Regions from separate parts of the Mus musculus genome. Here region 2 is linked to region 1. A link is a contact called in public promoter capture Hi-C data. All regions are on one chromosome and are shown on one strand. The core of a region is the stretch at or near the end of the contact, and the rest is flanking DNA. Distances in the headings are between cores, read along the strand shown.

Region 1 (2,928 bases), core at 296-2,795:
CTCTGGGCTGGTAGTCTTGGGTTCTATAAGAGAGCAGGCTGAGCAAGCCAGGGGAAGCAAGCCAGTAAAGAACATCACTCCATGGCCTCTGCATCAGCTCCTGCTTCCTGACCTGCTTGAGTTCCAGACCTGACTTCTTTTGGTGGTCAACAGCAATGTGGAAAGTGTAAGCTGAATAAATCCTTTCCTCCCCAGCTTAATTCTTGGTCATGATGTTTGTGCAGGAATAGAAACCCTGGTTAAGGCACATTCCATAAGTTGCCCCCTTCCCGGTTCCCCCTCCTTGAGCTCCCCTTTTTTAATTACATTTCAATTTACTTGGGGTTAGGGCTAGGGTTGCCACTGGGCTCATGTGGAGATCAGAGAACTCTGACAAGGGAGTCAGTATATGAGCCTTGGTGTCTGAACTGAGGGTGTCAGGTTTGTGGAGCTTTTATCCACTGAGCGATCTCCCTGACCCTTCAAGTCATTCTTTAGAGCTGGAGATTTACCTCAGTAGAGATTTACCTCAGTAGAGATTTACCTCAGTAGAGATTTACCTCAGTAGAGATTTACCTCAGTAGAAGAGAGATCACCTGGCACCCCTGAGGTTCTGGATTGATGCCCAATTTCAACGGTAGGGGAGGGAGCATGGGTGCTTATGTGTGATTGTTTTTTGAGCGGTGGGTGGGTGGGTGAGGGTGGTGATTCCGATAGAGGGTCTAACTAAGTAGCCGTTGCTAGTCTAGAGCACCTTTGTAGACCAGGCTAGCCTGGAACTCACAGTGATCCTCTTGCCTCTCTGACTCTGAGCACTGAGATTATAGGCTCTGTGCATTCCAGATCCTTTAGCATTAAGATAACTCCAAGCACTGGAGAGACTTGTGGGAAAGGAAAGACCTAGGAGGAACAATCACTGCAAGATGATTTTCAGTCAGATCACCAGTAAAGAAGCTGATAGCCATGTGTATCTATATCTCCTTCCCTTTCTCTTTCCGAGTTTCTTTTGCCTTAGGCTGACATTGAACTCATGGCTATCCTCCTGCTTCAACCTCCTGAGTTCTGCAACTGCACCATGGTTTACTAAAGCTCAAAATAGGAGTGTATAACTTGGGAAACGGAAGAGAACTTGGCAAACATCAGGTTTAGTATCCACCTGAATGTGCGAGGGAGAAGTTGGGGATTCGGGGTGAACACAGACTGATGCTAGGGAGATGGCTCAGCCTTTGAAAGCTTTCTCCAGGGCCCGCGACTATCTGGCTTTTGTAACTTTTGCACACACACACACTCGCATACACATAAATGAAAATAATATTGAGAGAGAGAGAGAGAGAGAGAGAGAGAGAGAGAGAGGCACGGGGGGGGGGCGGGGGAGCGGAGACAGAGAGGAGAAACAGAGATAGTGAAGGAGCACGAAACAGAAACTGGGATTCTGGGAAAGAAAAGGAGAAGCCAACAGCACGACCAAGAAAGAAAGATGGGCGGGGCGGGTTACAGAGAAGAATTGCTCGCCAAGCCCCGCCCCAAGTCTGTTTCCCAGGTAACGGAATAAACAGACTCCATCCAGTGTCCTAGGCAGGAAGTAGTCTGCACGGAGTACTGGGAGTATGTGTTCGTTTGTGAGAGTGGGGTCCCCCAAACCTTTGCAAACTTCAGCTTCTCCGTTAGAGATGAGTTCCCTGAGAAGGACGAGAGCACCTGAAATCTCGGAACTTGGACTCACCCCAGAGCAAAAGGACGATATAAGAGACAGGGTACTTAGGGGGTCAAAATCTCCCACGGAGCTGGGGTTTGACTTGAGACTAGAACAAGATCGAAAATGGAGAGAGAGGATGGGATCATCAGAAGCAAAATCGCCACCTTGCCATGCTCTTGGAGTAGGATTAGAAAGACATACTATTTCTGGGACACCCACAGAGATGGGTAATTTAGGACTTCACAAAGGCTCTGCCTTCCAGGGATCAAAACCTCTGGGTGTGTTACCAGGAAGAGTGGGGCCAGAAAACAAGGGCCTTCCGCCTCGCCTTCGCTACGGAGGGACACTACACCCTCCTTTCAGCACAGTACATGCAAGTCCGCTGGCGGCAGAGAGCAGAAGGAGGCCTTTAGCCTGGGGTTCTGCTTGGACGGATGCTGTAGTGGAAAAGCAACCTGTTGTAGGTTTGGAACTGAGAAAAGAACCGGAAAAAGAACCCACCTGTGTCGTGATGAACCCCTACCCAGAGATGCCCCCTAAGGAGGTAGACATCGGGTTGCCACAAACTCAGGAATCAGATGAAGCCAAGAATACAGAGCCTCTAATAGGTTTAGTAAGAGAACCTTCTGAATGTCCATTTGCCCAACAACCGGAAGAGAAAAAGGAGCCCGGCAGCACCGAACCCGGAGTGGAGCCTCCAGGGAACATCAGGCCCATATACTCAGGGAAGTTCTTTGATCGGGTGCCTTGCTGGCCAAGTGTAAGTTCATGTTATTGTGTGTGTTTGTTTGTTTCTCCTAGGGTTTCCCCTGGAACTCGTGGATAGCCATGTCTTTCCTGAGATGTTGTAGTAGTGAGGCTGGTTTGTGTTTTTAGAGACAAATAGCAAAGTTTTCATTGGGATTCTGTCGTAGTTAGGGTTGCTATTGCTATGCTGAAACACTATGACCAAAGGCAAGTTGGAGAAGAAAGGATTTATTCAGCTAATGATTTCATATCACAGTTCCTCATCAAAATCAGGACAGGAACTCTCAAGCAGGACAGACACCTAGATGCAGGAGCTGAGGTAGGCCATGCGCAGGTACTGCTTATTGGCTTGCTCTTTGTGGCTTGCTCAGCCTGCTTTCTTATAGAACCCAGGACTATTGGCACAGGAATGGCATCACCCATAATCTGGGACCTCCCCCATAAATCACTAATTAGGAAAATGCCCTACAGGCTTGCCTACAGCTTGATCTTATGGTAGTATTTTC
Region 2 (2,928 bases), core at 122-2,621, 3.8 Mb before region 1:
AATAGTCTGTTTCCCTCCGGCCACAGAGATGGGATGACTTCGATCTTGCCCAGGATGCACATCCAGCCAAGGCCAGGTCCATTAGCACCCCCCAACACCACCGCATCCTGACTTCTCTTCCTTCCCGCCAGAGTCTCCTCTGAGAAACAGAGGACAGGTTGTCCTTTGGGCACCGTTCTGGGCTAGGCACACACTCACACACACACACACACACACGCATGCACGCACAGCACCGCGCACTTGCACTTGACTACACATTTTCCAGCCTCATTCAGTATGTAAGGCCCAAATCAGAACTGCCTCTAGATTCTGGGACCCTGGGGCTTAGGATTTCGGGTCCTCCCAATCATAAAAGTCCTTTCACGCCTTGTAAACCCCCTTAAGGCTCCCGGATAAAAGGGAAGAGGCCCTGTTGGCTCCCACCCCACTCTCCCTGGCTGTAGGTGCTTTCTCCGCCGCTACGCAAGTGTCAAAACACCATTGTGTTGCAGCTAGAAGAGCAGTCTAGACTTCTGAGGAAAGACGCCCTGGAGCCAGTGCTGGAACTGAGGCTCCAATAGGCCTTGGCCCCACCTGCTGGTGGCTTGTGGGCTAAGCTCTGAGATGTAAAGTGGGGTAGAGGGATGGTGGAGGAGGGTGGAGAAGGACTCAGAGTCCCAGTGACGAAAAAGGTATCACACTACGGTGGGAAGCTTCGCGCCAGGGTCAGCAATCTAATTAAGAGTTGCAAGCTACAACTAGGATCCAGCAGCTGGGACTCTTCCAGATCTGAGGACTCAGTAGGAATTGAGGAGCCTATGTTTCAGTTTGAAGTAGGGAACTCAGCTGCTGCAAGGTTACGCCTAGGGCGGAGTCTTCAGGTAGGACCTACAGCGGCATTCAGCCGAGGATTAGAGATCAGCATAGTGCGAAGAATTTTAGGCTTTTCGGTGGCCCAGCAAAGTTGAAACAAGGTAAGCTCATAGACGCGTACGTTGACTAAGTCTCCACTTCTGGCCGGGAGCAGGGTATCGGGGAAGTGAGGGGTGGGAGAGGAAGTGCGTCCTTGGGAATACTGGGAAATGTAGTTTATGCATGCTTCGTTGCACGGATCTGCTCCCTCTATATTCTGGGTAATGTAGTCTTGGACCGTTAAGAGTTGCTGAAGGAATTCCGCTTTAAGGGACGGATATGGGTTCCTGGATCATTGGTGAATCGTCCTGTTCCTCAAACTACATCCGGGACAATCTGTTTAGCGATTGGAGAGTATGAAAGCCGGGGCTGAAAAGGATAAGCACGCCCATTTGGGAGGCCTTCTGACAATCAAAAGAATCTCAGTTGCTAATTGGGTGACTAGACCACGTCGTGCGACTATTGGCTGAAAAGTGGGTAGGCCTTATCAGGCGTCAGAGGCTGTGTTCGGGGGGCAGTCGCAGCCCCAGAGATGGCAGTGAGCGAGAGGAGGGGGCTCAGCGGCGAGAGCCCAACGCAGTGCCGATGGGGATACTTGTCGCTGCTGGTGCTGACGCTGAGCGGCTGCTCAGGCCGTATCCACCGGCTGACTCTCACAGTGAGCCCCGCAGGCTTGGCCTCGTTGTCTCCCCCCATAGCTCCGCCGGTGGATGGAGCAGCCGCACCCCCCACTGCAGGCCGCTAGTGGTCTCGTCCCGGGGTCTCCCCGCCCGGTGCTCGTAATGGGTTGGCCTGGCTTAGAGGGCGGGGCTTCATCTCCTGGGACCCCTGACTCCTGGCGCTTAAACTTTCAGGGAACACTTGGTAACAACCATAGGACCTGGGAGGAAGGGGTACCACCTGGTAGGATCTTCCTGGAATTCACTTAGGGGAGTGACAGGAGACTACTTTCAAAATTTAGCCCAGATAGAATCGAAAACTTTTCTGGAAAGTCGAAACTAGTCACACCAGCCTATGTAGCCCGCTCTCGGGGTGGTGCACGTCTATATGGGGACTGTCATGGGGTTGCCAGGGTTTCACCCCATGGACACACAACCCCACCCTCTAGCTGCCTCGGACTGAAGTAGGAAAATGTCACCAGCACCAATACGATGTACCCAGGAAGGCTTTCTCACATGCTCCTGTCCTGAATAAAAATGTATAGAGACGCTCAGGGAAACACGCCGTCGTGCTGGACTTGGTGGGGAGAGTGCCCTTGTGCCACTGTGTCTTTGGTTTCCTGCAGGGGGAGAAGCGAGCTGACATCCAACTGAACAGCTTCGGATTCTACACCAATGGTTCCCTGGAAGTAGAGCTGAGCTTACTGCGACTCAGCCTCCAGGAGACAGAAAAGAAGTTGCCAAAGGTGAGGGGGCTCATGGGAGGACTCAGTGTGCAAGTTCTGGGATTCTGTCTTAGCTCTGTCCCTCACCGGTGTGATCTGTGGCCAGTCTCATAGCCTTCCCCACCTGTCACCTAAGAATGAATACAGTGTCTCATGCAGTCTGGGTTTGAGGGTACAGATTTGTCATCTTAGTGTCCCTGCTGGCTTAGGCAGGAGGATCAGAAATTAGCCAGCCAGTATATATGTAACATATATGCATGTATATAATGCATTTTAATCATACACGCTTCTCCCCCTAACTCCTCCAAAATCCATTCCCACCTTCCCAAACTCCTCCCAATCTCATGTCCTTTAAAAAAAAAAAAAAAAAAAAAAAAGATATGGCCTCACTATGTAGCCCCAGATAGCCAGGAACTCTGTGTAGACCAGGCTGGCCACAGACTCAGAGATCTGCCAACCTCTGTCTCCCAAGTGCTGGGATCTAAGGCCGGTGCTCTTGTTTGTTTGTTTGTTTGTTTCTCCTGGGGCCACACCCTCACTCACTCAGCATCTATCAGCTAGCTGTCCACAGCTCCCCAGTTAGGTGTAGGGGTTCAAACACCCCTCTTCCCTCCATGCTGGAATGTTGACTGACTCGATCCTGTGTGGGCAAC

What was found. Promoter capture Hi-C pulls out the DNA fragments that hold promoters and counts their contacts.
Region 2: a contact with region 1 is called in a promoter capture Hi-C map of cranial neural crest. The contact joins the promoter of Gpr108 here to the promoter of Efhb in region 1. A contact is called at or near these places in 1 of 39 promoter capture datasets (cranial neural crest) and 1 of 484 Hi-C or Micro-C datasets (uterus).

The regions. Positions count from the first base shown.
Region 1 is chr17:53,461,938-53,464,865 of GRCm38.p6, reverse strand. Efhb (EF hand domain family, member B) reads left to right here and starts at 1,545. Exons shown (of 13, transcript NM_172497.3): 1 at 1,545-2,435. The coding sequence starts at 1,587.
Region 2 is chr17:57,246,132-57,249,059 of GRCm38.p6, reverse strand. It overlaps Gpr108 (G protein-coupled receptor 108), which reads left to right and starts at 1,371. Exons shown (of 17, transcript NM_030084.4): 1 at 1,371-1,549; 2 at 2,177-2,296. The coding sequence starts at 1,424. It also overlaps a transcript of Trip10 not described here.